Regions from separate parts of the Zea mays genome. Here all the other regions are linked to region 2. A link is a contact called in public Hi-C data. All regions are on one chromosome and are shown on one strand. The core of a region is the stretch at or near the end of the contact, and the rest is flanking DNA. Distances in the headings are between cores, read along the strand shown.

Region 1 (3,834 bases), core at 1,014-3,513, 280 kb before region 2:
ACTGTGTCGTCCTACAGGATGGGCAGGCAGGATGTAGTCGGGGTTAGGTGAGCCTGATCCAAGACGACAAAGACTGACGTCCGAGTTAGGCGCTACTGAAAGCACTGATATCTCGGGTAATGCTGTTGCAATCACTCGAGGAGCTATGCATTCGGCGATAACTCGGGCAACAAGAGGATCAAGACTCCGGATATATAGGACTGCAGTCACAAAGAAGGGGATAAACGGAGTAGATAGTGATCACAACATATAAACGGATAACTCTCTGGTCGTGTATATAAGACCGAAGGAAACCCCTACAAAATCATCTTGATTTAGGAGGTGTTTGTTTGAGATAATAATATACCCAGGTTATATAATCTAACTTATTTTAAACTAGATGTTAGTTTAAAATAAGTTAGATTATATAATCTGAGTAGATTATAATTCCAAAGAAACACCCCTTAATAGTTATTTGAAATAGTATAATGGCCACTGATAAAAAATAAAGGAAGGATTTTTGCAATAGCAGATCGCACGTGAAAATATGGCCATTCTCAAGTAGTAATATTTTTTTCTGTTTTTTATAAAAACTTAAACAAATGGTCTCCTCTTGTAATTTTCGGACTGTTCACATGATATTGACGCTGTAGAAACTGTCATGTTCTTTGTTCGCAAATTTCAGCTCCAGGTGGTGTATGTGGTTTGGAATCTTTTGGAATGGGGTAGGAAATGCATATAAAAATCTTAATGGCTGCGGTGCACATGATTGCATTTTATTTTATTTCGCCGAATCTATCGTTCTGGTCAGCCAGGTGCCACCAAACTGCAAGCGAGAGAGAAGGAAAGCATCTGCACCATTATTACCAAACAGCTGCAGTAGGTAGCAGGTACACCAGCTAATGATTAAGATAACAGTATAGTAATGAGATCCACAGATTTATGTATTCACAATGATTCCCCGATTTGCTTGCAGTACTAATTACTCTGCGCATTATTTTGATCACTACTGCTAGCAGTACAATTACAATAGTTTATTTCCACTGGAGATGGCTGCTGCACACTCGGATGGTTGGTTCATCAGGCAGAGGCAGGTTGCTCAGCTGGAACAGAGAGCACAGCATGTCGGTCGGGCAACCAACCCATCTACTCAGCCCCTATGTGTGCTGCTACCACAACTACCAAACTCTGCAGCTGCAATCATGGCAGCTGCCAACGCCCGCCGTCGCAGCTGAAACGCTGCACCTGGATCACTTTACAGCAGCAGCAACGTGTTCGCGATCAGGTCTGGTCATCTGGTTTCTTGTGTGGTGGCGGCCGGCATACCGGCATGGTGTGTGCTTCCAGACGGCGAAGAATGGCGCGCATGGTTCGGCGCCGTTCAGCTGCAAAGGCGGACGGTGCACGCCACCGCCTGCGCCCAGTACTTGAGCCGCGCCTTCACCTCGTCAGGGCTGTCACCTGCGCTATCCAAAAAGAAAGGACTGCATTCGTTAGAACATATGCCGATAAACAAAGAAGCGAACAGATCGTCGACAAGTGGTGTCCTTGGTTGGTTCCGTGACGGGAAAAGATTCCATCTTGATGTAGACAAGTTGGTTTTCTCCGCTCCGGTGACCAAGGAAGGAAGGAATCCCAAGTCAAGTCATGGAGGAAGACAGGCGGCGATCTGCTATGTGTTGCTTACCGGGGCTGGAGATCTTCCAGTTGGTGACAGGCGGCGACGGCGTGGCGGCATCTGGTGCGGCGGCCTCGTGCTGCTGCGGCTTCTCGTCGTCCAGCTGGAGGCGCTGGCTCATGGAGTAGCACAGCTCGAGCGCCGGCAGGGTGCTCCGGAGCTCGGGGATCTCGTCGTAGTTGAAGCCGAAGCCCAGGTCGGCGCATCCCTTGAGCTCCTCGAGGTCGTCGTCCGTGAGGCTCCTGGACCGCCCCACCGCGTCGTCTCCGCCCGCGAGCACGACGGGTTTCGAGTCCCGCCGCGCCGGCCACGCCGCCTCCCACTGCGCCCCACGCCACACGTCCTCCGCCTCGGGGTCGGCGACGCCGTCGACGGCGCTGGCACTGCCCTGTTTCCGGCTGCTGCGGCGTCGGCGGCGGTTGCGTTGGCGGAGAAGGCGTGCTGGTGGCGGGCTCGGCGGCGGGGAGGCAGAGGCGGATGGGGAGGAAGATGAGGGCTCCACAAAGGCGGAATCTGAGATCCACATCTCGGCGGCGTGGTGTCGTCGCTTGGACACTGAGAGGGGACAGCGAGGTAGTCACGGGGAGGCAAGAGGGTGTGAAATGGTGCTGAGTGGGTGGCGGGTGGGGGCTATTTGTACCGCCGGACCGGATAGAGGCTGGGGAGTGTGCGGTGCGGAGGCTCGCTGATGGTGGTGGTGGTGGGATGTGGGACCCGCCTTGGTGCATGGATGGACGGAATGGACATAACATGTGCCATGCATGGAGGAGCAGGTGGGGAATCATGTCATACGTACCAGTAGTAGTATGCATCAAGGCGTCAAGCATCATGCATGGATGATGGATGTTTCTAGCGATCGACAAAGGGATGCCTCTTCATTCTTCTTTTCTTATTAATGGTCGCGCTCGTGCTCCTCGAGTACTCAACAAAACCTTGTGATTTTGTGTGCCTCAATATATAGTAGGCTTGTTTGGCGAGTTGTTGATTGCGCTATTACTCGATTCATTTAGACGACCTAGCGTTAGCTTGAGTGCTAAACATTGCGTGGTGCATACTGTTACGATAATCATTTTTGGTAGTGTAAAACCAGTCCAAAATATAGTTCCTTTTTACCAACTTTTTTTGTGTGTCCACATTTGAATGAATAATAATAAACATGGACATACATACAAACTACATTCATAAGTTATCGATTGAACGTGTGTTTAGTTTAAAACAAATTATAATTTGGGACTGAGTAAGTATTTTATATTGTAGATAGCAATACTTGCAATATGAAGTTTAAATTAACAGGTGACATAGAGAAAGTGATAGAGCTGCTCGATATAGCTTTAAAACGTGTTCAACAGTTCACCCATATGGTTATTAAAAATATTGTTTTGTATTATGGACTATACTGTTCATAGACTGTACTGTTCATAAAGTGGAGTTTAAATATGGGAATAAGGATGAGTAAGTTGTTGGAGATAGCCTTGCGAGAGCTAAACTATATATCTATCACAACTAGAAATAACTATGGGGTTCCCGCGAGAATTTCCCTATTAAAGGACGGAGATGCTAGTAATTTAGTCTTCACGTAGATCAAAATAGAGAAATTAGTCCCCGCCAAATTTGCGGAACAGGATAAGAAACCATTCTCCATTCCCGTCTCGGCGTACCTACCCTTACAAACTAAATTATATTAAAACCTCAATATATAGTCTATTGTAAAATAACAAATTAAACTCAAAAATAGATGTCTCTTATAATTTAAATATTGTTTGTTTAATTTATATTATTATGATATAATCAATTTGAATTTTCCTCTAAATATTGAATTTCCTGAGACTGATTCCCTAATTAAGATCTTGTTTGATTGTATGAGTGTTGAGCACTAAATTGAGCGGCGAATGGTCCACACCTGTGGGCCGGACGGTCCGCGCGTGCGCATAGCAGATTATGGTTCCGAGTTTTGTGCTACGGTTGTTAGCTAGATTCGCCGAATTAGCTCGGAAATTAGTTTGTAAAGGGTCCAGCCCCCTCCTCTATAAATAGAGAGGTATACGACCGATTTGTAATGATGAATCGAATCAATAATACTTCTATCTCGCATTTATTTCCTGTACAATTAGGAGTAGTTCTAGTCTAGTTCTAGTTTAGCCTCTCAATCCCCAAATTCTCCGCTTCTCTTCGACTCT
Region 2 (3,646 bases), core at 899-3,398:
CTGGTATTGTGAGGCGACTGCCTGAGCTCGGGTGGAAGAGCTAAGTGTAGCCTTGGAAAATTTGCAAGTGTATAATAATACTCTGCACGAGGAAGTGCACGTGTTGTATGACCAGTTGCATCCGAATGTGCCACCGGATGTTGTGGCGATAGGAGATGGTGCATCAGGAGCAGCTGACTGAGGACCTTATGGGGAGTTGGATCTCTTTGGAGCCCATCCTTCCATGAACATTACGGATGATCGTTCTCCCGAAGCTAGCAGTGGAGCGGAAGCAACCCATGACGTGGATAACTAGATTAGTGTAGTAGTATGTGGTTTCCTTATGTAATCTAAATAAGGAAAAGTGAGTTGTATAAGTTAAGTATGTATAATTAGAACAAGTTTGGAATAATGTAACAGAGGTTGTGTAATCGTGGCATGTAATAATCAAATATGTTTTCTTCTTCAGATGTCGTCCAGAACTCGTGCTCAGGATGGGGCTGGAACTTCCCGTGGTGGGGAGGAAACTCCGAACCCGCCACCTATACCTCCCACACTGGCAGAGGCTATCGCTGCCTTAATTATTGCCACTGCTGATGACACTCGTTTTCTTCGAGAAATGGCTGGGAATCAAATTTATCAGCAGGGTGGCAGAGGTTAATACCAAGCCCCAGAGACACCACATACCTGGAATTTTCAGAAACTTGTCCACCTCTTTTCATTAAAGTAGAAACAATATATATTATAAAATAATAAAATAAAGAAATAAAAATATATAATAGTGTTGTGAGAATTTTTGAAGACCTTTGAAAATCTATTAGGACTCTCCCAACTCATATTCAAACAATAATACTAGATTAGTTAAGCCACCAATAAATAGATAAAGCAAGGTTGATCTCTTGCTTATAACTTGGGTGAGGCATTTTAACATATTTTAAAATTTGACCTCGATATTTTAAATGAAAAGCATAAATAATAATAGAAAATGAGAAAGAAAGTTTTAAGAAATGCCATTTATTGCTGCCATATATACCTAATAGGAAAAAGAATAAATAATAATATTGTATACAACAGAGTTTATATTAACACTAGGATTTATTTGGATATTTGTAAACCTGGGAGTTCAAAACATGAGTTGAATGTGAATTGAATTTAAAGTTAGAAATCAGAAAACATGAAAAGAAAATAGAAAAGAATAAGCTGGCGCTTGGCCGGGTCTCCTTCCTAGTGGCCGACCCACTTAACCTATTTACCTCGGCCACTCATCTCCTTCCCCGCATTAGTCACTTGGGCTGAATCCCTCGCCCACGGGCCCATTACCATTTTCCCCAGTCCACTACTTCTCTCCTCCAGTTTGGCTGACGGTTGGGTCCCACCCGCCAGAAGCTCCTTCCCCAAACCCACTGTGGCGGACTCTGCTCAATTCGCACGCAGGCACCAGGGCGGGGAATGTTGCACGCCTAGAATGAGAGGGTGTCGCTACCGTGATTTCCTTCAGCGTGGAAACCGGGATCGGCATCATTTGGATAACAAACTTTCCCTCTCTCCACGAAATCTCATCCTGTGTGCTTCTCAACGGCCGAATCGGATCCAATCCTAACAGACTCATGTGGTTGTTGGGGATTTGGCATCCGCGACATATAAAGGTGAACCTTGGACTCCTCCTCGACCATAGCTCTCTGGTAGGATCTCCCCCAAACCTCTGTGTGCCTGGGCGTGCTTATCGAACGGTGATTGGAGCACCAACGTGTACGCTCCGCCATGCACCAGCCCGTTCGCGAAGACAACCTTATCGGCCCCTTCATCTCTAGTAAGGAAACACACGCGCGAATCACCCTACCCTCTGTTGCGCGTAGCATCGATCATCCGAGTGTTGGGAGTCTCGGACCACTGGGCGGGTCATCGTCGGGGTAGGCCCCGCCGCCCAGCTCTGTTGCGCCGCCGCTCTGGTGAACGTCGGGATGGGAAGATGACACTGGTGTACCATTGGATCGGTCTCGAGCGGACGATATTAGAGTTTAGTGCCGCTTGGTCGGATGCGTTTTGAGCCATCAATCTCAAGATAAACGATCACAAATGGATTCAGTTGTGAAAGGTTTGGAACCATTAGATTGCCAATGGACGTGCGAGATCACATGTTGGATAACCCTTCAACCTTTTAATCTGGGCGGTCGGGTTTAGATCCGACGGTTGAGATGTGCCCGTACCCCTTCGGTTGGGGCAAATTCATTAAGAGACCCTATAGTTCTCTATAATCAACTTGTGGTCCCACCTAGTCTTAGAACTATCGCAACTAGGTCCAGAAATTTGCGTGCGACCCCTCGAGATTCTGGAGATTTGTGGCCGCAACCCAAAAGGTTAATAAAATGGTTAAAATCAATAAGGAAAATGATTCTTAGTTTAAAAATAATTCATGAAACTGTTTAATTCATATTTAATTCGTTTTAACTCCAAATTAATTCATTCCAGTTGCATTAGACTCAAATTAATATTGTTTATCATCCAGTAACTTTATTTTGTTATGAAATTGGGATTAAAATTTATGCACTTGGTTCATTTTAATCCAACACTTAAAACTTCGAAAATCCATAACTTCTTCGTTTTAATTCCGATTTGGTCCGTTCAAGTCGCGCTAACTTCATATGAATATTTACTATGCACTAACAACATCATTTATACCATATCGCATAATTTTACAGTTAGATATTTGCTTAACCTATGTCTACTAGATTAACTCTTCTAATCAAAGCTAACATGTCCATATATATAAATTTGGTTAAAATATGATCTCTAGTCATGTTATAATTAAGATTAAAGTTGAATTAATTATTTCTTTAGATTATCTTTATAAAATCAAAACAAGACCTAGTTTTAATCACTTACACACATGGGTCTCGAACCCACAATCTCATAGAATATTCTCATGCAGTTTGTTCTTATGTTTGGCGTGATGTTATTTTGCTAATACCCTGTTTGTTTGTATTGCTATGACTAGCGCGAGGTTGCGAGTCACCTGAAGAGCAAGTTGGTACCTGGAATCTCAAGTCCCAGGCAAGTTGTGCCCTTGATCACTTCTTTTTACCCAATCATGTTCTCATTAATCATAATGATCTGCATAGGTTAATTTTGATGGGATCCAATAGGTCACCCTAGTTTGGCTATCTTTATACCTTGTTTACCACTAAATTTTTTGGGTAGTACATGTTATTGCTTTATGTGGTTTTGGATATGGAGATACACATTATTCATGATTCTACTTTTATTATCAGTTTGTTATTTACTATTCATGATAAGATCATTATGTTAATTGGAACATGGAGAACCACCCGAAAAAACAGTGCTACCATAAGGGTGGTATGGGACGTCCTTGGCTGACTAATTAGGAAAGCTAGTGGAGGACTACCTTACCCAAAAGGGGCAATGGCAGTAGGGGAGTGGTCATTGTGGGGATGCCCTTGGGTTGATTTTGCTGAGATGGCGGTCACGCGAGGGGTCCCTGCATTGGAGCTTCATAGAAACTGTACCGGGTTTTCTGAAGCTAGTGGAAGTTTGTAAAGGCCTCGTAGTGTTACCCTGCCTCGCTTCCTTGGTAGAGGTGTATGGGAGTCGCAATCCCTTAGCAGATGGGTAACATGACTTGTGGGTAAATATGTGCAACCACTACAGA
Region 3 (3,427 bases), core at 27-2,526, 390 kb after region 2:
GCTGCGCTGATTTTCCAGAACTGATGGCCTACGAGGTGTGAAGAAAAGCCCCCATCTAGCACTTCGCCCGGGTCGATGTTAAGATCTTTTTGTGTTGTCTGCCGACCACACCCGTATTACTCCTTCCGTTCTCCAGACATAAAATTAAAAACTAAATATTTGAGATGAAAAGTGTTCGTTTTAGCTTTTGTATGAACTTATTAATTCTCTAAACCATATTTTAATTTGGGATACTTATTTTTGAACGGAGAAAAATATCTGCTTTTAGAAAGTTGTTACAAAGTCCAACCACATCCATATTATATAAAAGAAAAATTATACAAAACCTGATGGTTTCTTATGTTCCTCCGTGGCTCTATGCATTGATCGATGCTTACAATTTTGCATGGGAAAGTATCCTGTTCCATTCCTCTTTTCGGTGACACAGTGGGTACTAGTTTAATTGATATGTAATAGCTTTGTTTTATTTGATGATTCAGAGGGTGTCAACATGGATCTCGTCTAGACCTGAGTATGAACCACCTGATCCGATCAACTCCACCGTACCTGCCAAAAAAATTTTAACGGACCTTACCAATACAATGGACTTGTACGAGCTATAGTTTTTTACCACAACAATATACAAGCCTAGTATAAGCTATAATTTTGACTCAAAATCCAACATAACCGGAAAAAACTTACCCGCCATGTCCAACGGAAAGGGCGGTGCGTTGGTGTGCGACCTCCCCTATTCCATGTCTTGGTGGTGGTGGCCCGAATGCTCAACAAGAAAGATCTGAAACTATGCACGAGTTAGACACAGGCCAAACCAAACGACCCACCACACGCTTAAACAGGTGTAATCTGGCCTGTCTTGAACTCGACTACGTGTACTCTCGCCTATCTTGAACTCCACTGCTATTCTGTATCATGCTCTCGACAATTTTGGTATTTTGAATTTGAATACGTCAAGGAAAAGTTGAGATAAATGAGTTCCGTTTCTTTGCCGTGCTCAAGTTAGTTTTGTCAGCGCTACTTTTTATCCTTTCAACACTTGCGTTGCATAAAGATACACTTAAGAAAATACTGCTGTTTCTGTTCTCATATTTTAGATGGGAAAAAAAATCTATTACTCCCCAAAAAATATCTGCCCTTGTGAAGAAATTTCATGTTTGCCAATAATTTCCCATCCTCAGAAGTTTCAGAAATGCGAAAAGAAAATAGGAAACAGACAAAAAAGGCAGAATCAGGAGGCTAGACGAAAGGAGGAGAAAGAGAGAACAATCAGTAGTTTTCTTTCTTGTTGGACATTCGGGCGGCCAAAGCAGCGGCCCCCTTATCTCCAGGGACCAGGGGAGGTCGCACACCAACGCACCGTCCTTCCCTTTCCTCCTCCTCCTCCCTCTCCTCGGAAGGTGAGAACCTCCAGCGATCCTCGTCTTCTGTGTGTGAGTTCTTTGTTCTTGGATGGGATTCTTGCCTGCTACCACCTGATTCTCGTTTCGAGGTGTCCATCCCTGGATACATGGATGGATTAGGATTAGCAATCATGTGTTGTTAGTGGGCTCTGATTCTTGTCCACTTAATCGCTGTTTTTTTGGGGTTGGGGTGGGGGGGGGGGTATTGATTTTGTTTTTGTTTAAAGTTTTGGTTGTGGATAAGCGGCAAGGTATCTTTCTCCGTCTTTAGGTATAATCGATGTAAATGCGAGGTTGAAACACTAATTCAATCGGTAAACGGAGCTCGGTTGTGAATTTCTCTGTCGCCGGAAATGAAACATCTTTTTTGTGAGCCCTCAATTCCAAATCTTTGCGCGTTGTATCGGTGCCCCTATCCATCCAGATTGCCGCGGATTGATTTGCTAGGAAGCGGCAGAACATCTGCCGCTATGTTTAAGCCTGCACATAATTTTTTTTCATTTTTGTTTGGCACAGTTTTTCTTTTGAAACGAGGCTTTCCCCGTTTCCAGTATAGAATATTGTTTGGCACAGTTTATTCTCCATTTTCTAGCACATTTTGATTTTGCAATTTGTTTGAGATGAGATGGATCAAGGGCAACATACTGATGATTGTTATGCACTATTCCTGCGCATGATTATAACTGACCTTTTGTGTGTATCGGAGAATTTTAGAAGATTGGTTTTTAATATTGATTAACCGTTGTAATGTCTTTGTGCAGGTCAAGTGACGGTATTTGTGACCATGGCAGGGACCTTACTCCAGTCAGTTGCCCTGGGAACACCATTTGGGGGTCGCATGAGAACCCATTGTTGGAGGTCCCATGGCACCAGGAGGCCTGCCTCTATGTTGGCAGTGTCACTTAGCCGCCCTGTCAAGATGTCAGCATTTGTGGGTCTAAGATCAGTGCATAGCTTCTCGGTCACACCGACGGTGTCCAATTCCAGGTCGGCAGTTGCATCTTACAGGTCATCGCGACAGACAAGACGATCTCGTTTTGTCACTCAGGCAATGTTTGAGAGGTTCACGGAGAAAGCTATTAAGGTCATCATGCTTGCGCAAGAGGAAGCAAGGCGCCTGGGCCACAACTTTGTTGGAACTGAGCAGATCCTCTTGGGTCTGATTGGAGAGGGCACTGGTATTGCAGCTAAGGTGCTCAAGTCCATGGGAATAAATCTTAAGGATGCACGTGTGGAGGTGGAGAAGATTATTGGCCGCGGCAATGGTTTTGTTGCTGTTGAAATACCATTCACACCACGTGCGAAACGTGTTTTGGAGCTCTCCTTGGAGGAAGCTCGCCAATTAGGTAGTTTGATTATCAAGGTTTCTTGTGAAATGCTGTCCTTGCACGTTGCCTTAAATTTCATTTTCTAATCTCTCCAATTTATGCATGAAAACATGGTAGAAGGAATTGCTGGTCAATGTCCTTGTGATACACTTTTGGTCTTGTTTTCTAATTTTACTTATTTGTATTCGAACAAAAATAGCCTATTGACCAATGTTCTGTTTTCCCAGAAAGGAATTTCATTTTCCTATTACTTCCATGCTTATGCATTTCTATAGGGAGTTCTAGAAAGCTTCCCTGTTAGCATATTTTTGGATGAAACTGCCCCCCCCCCCCTAAAATACAGTGTACAACTTGTTGATTGTCAGATACAAAGATATCAATTGCATTTTGACAGAGCTTCTATTTCATCTTCCCATAAATATTGAGGACATCATTCGCAACTGATGTCAGAGGGACCCTGACAGTGGACAGTTGATTGCAATGTTTGTATGTAGTTGATTTTCCAGGCCTCTGTTTTATGTCACCTTTCTAAGTATTCAAGTGGAACTTGCGAATTGATCATAATCTCATTGCAGTCCACTTACTGTGGTGCTATTATATATCTTCATCAAAGAAACTTTTGTAGTAACGCAGGCTGTAAAATAACAGTGTACCCCAGTGACAGGTGGCTTCGATCCCCTTTTATCAGCATCACATTTGATA

What was found. A called contact is a pair of places that touch in the nucleus more often than the background predicts.
Region 1: a Hi-C map of leaf shows a contact between it and region 2, with 2.2 times the contacts expected there. The contact joins the promoter of LOC100277623 here to the enhancer-like site in region 2. A contact is called at or near these places in 3 of 25 Hi-C or Micro-C datasets (bundle sheath, ear and leaf).
Region 3: a Hi-C map of bundle sheath shows a contact between it and region 2, with 5 times the contacts expected there. The contact joins the promoter of LOC100383416 here to the enhancer-like site in region 2. A contact is called at or near these places in 5 of 25 Hi-C or Micro-C datasets (bundle sheath, ear, endosperm and 2 more).

Annotation. Positions count from the first base shown.
Region 1 is chr10:35,494,187-35,498,020 of Zm-B73-REFERENCE-NAM-5.0, forward strand. LOC100277623 reads right to left here and starts at 2,264. Exons shown (of 2, transcript NM_001398266.1): 1 at 1,667-2,264; 2 at 818-1,440. The coding sequence starts at 2,183. The coding sequence ends at 1,361.
Region 2 is chr10:35,773,348-35,776,993 of Zm-B73-REFERENCE-NAM-5.0, forward strand. No RefSeq gene overlaps it. Among protein-coding and RNA genes, the nearest start is that of LOC100382908, 210 kb to the left of the region's middle. Within about 2 kb of position 2,149, at least 18 of the 20 cell types and tissues checked have an H3K27ac peak or open chromatin away from gene starts, as enhancers often do. A contact at or near this core is called in bundle sheath, ear, leaf and 1 more, where this site is marked.
Region 3 is chr10:36,163,931-36,167,357 of Zm-B73-REFERENCE-NAM-5.0, forward strand. LOC100383416 reads left to right here and starts at 1,277. Exons shown (of 10, transcript NM_001176069.1): 1 at 1,277-1,394; 2 at 2,159-2,743. The coding sequence starts at 2,182.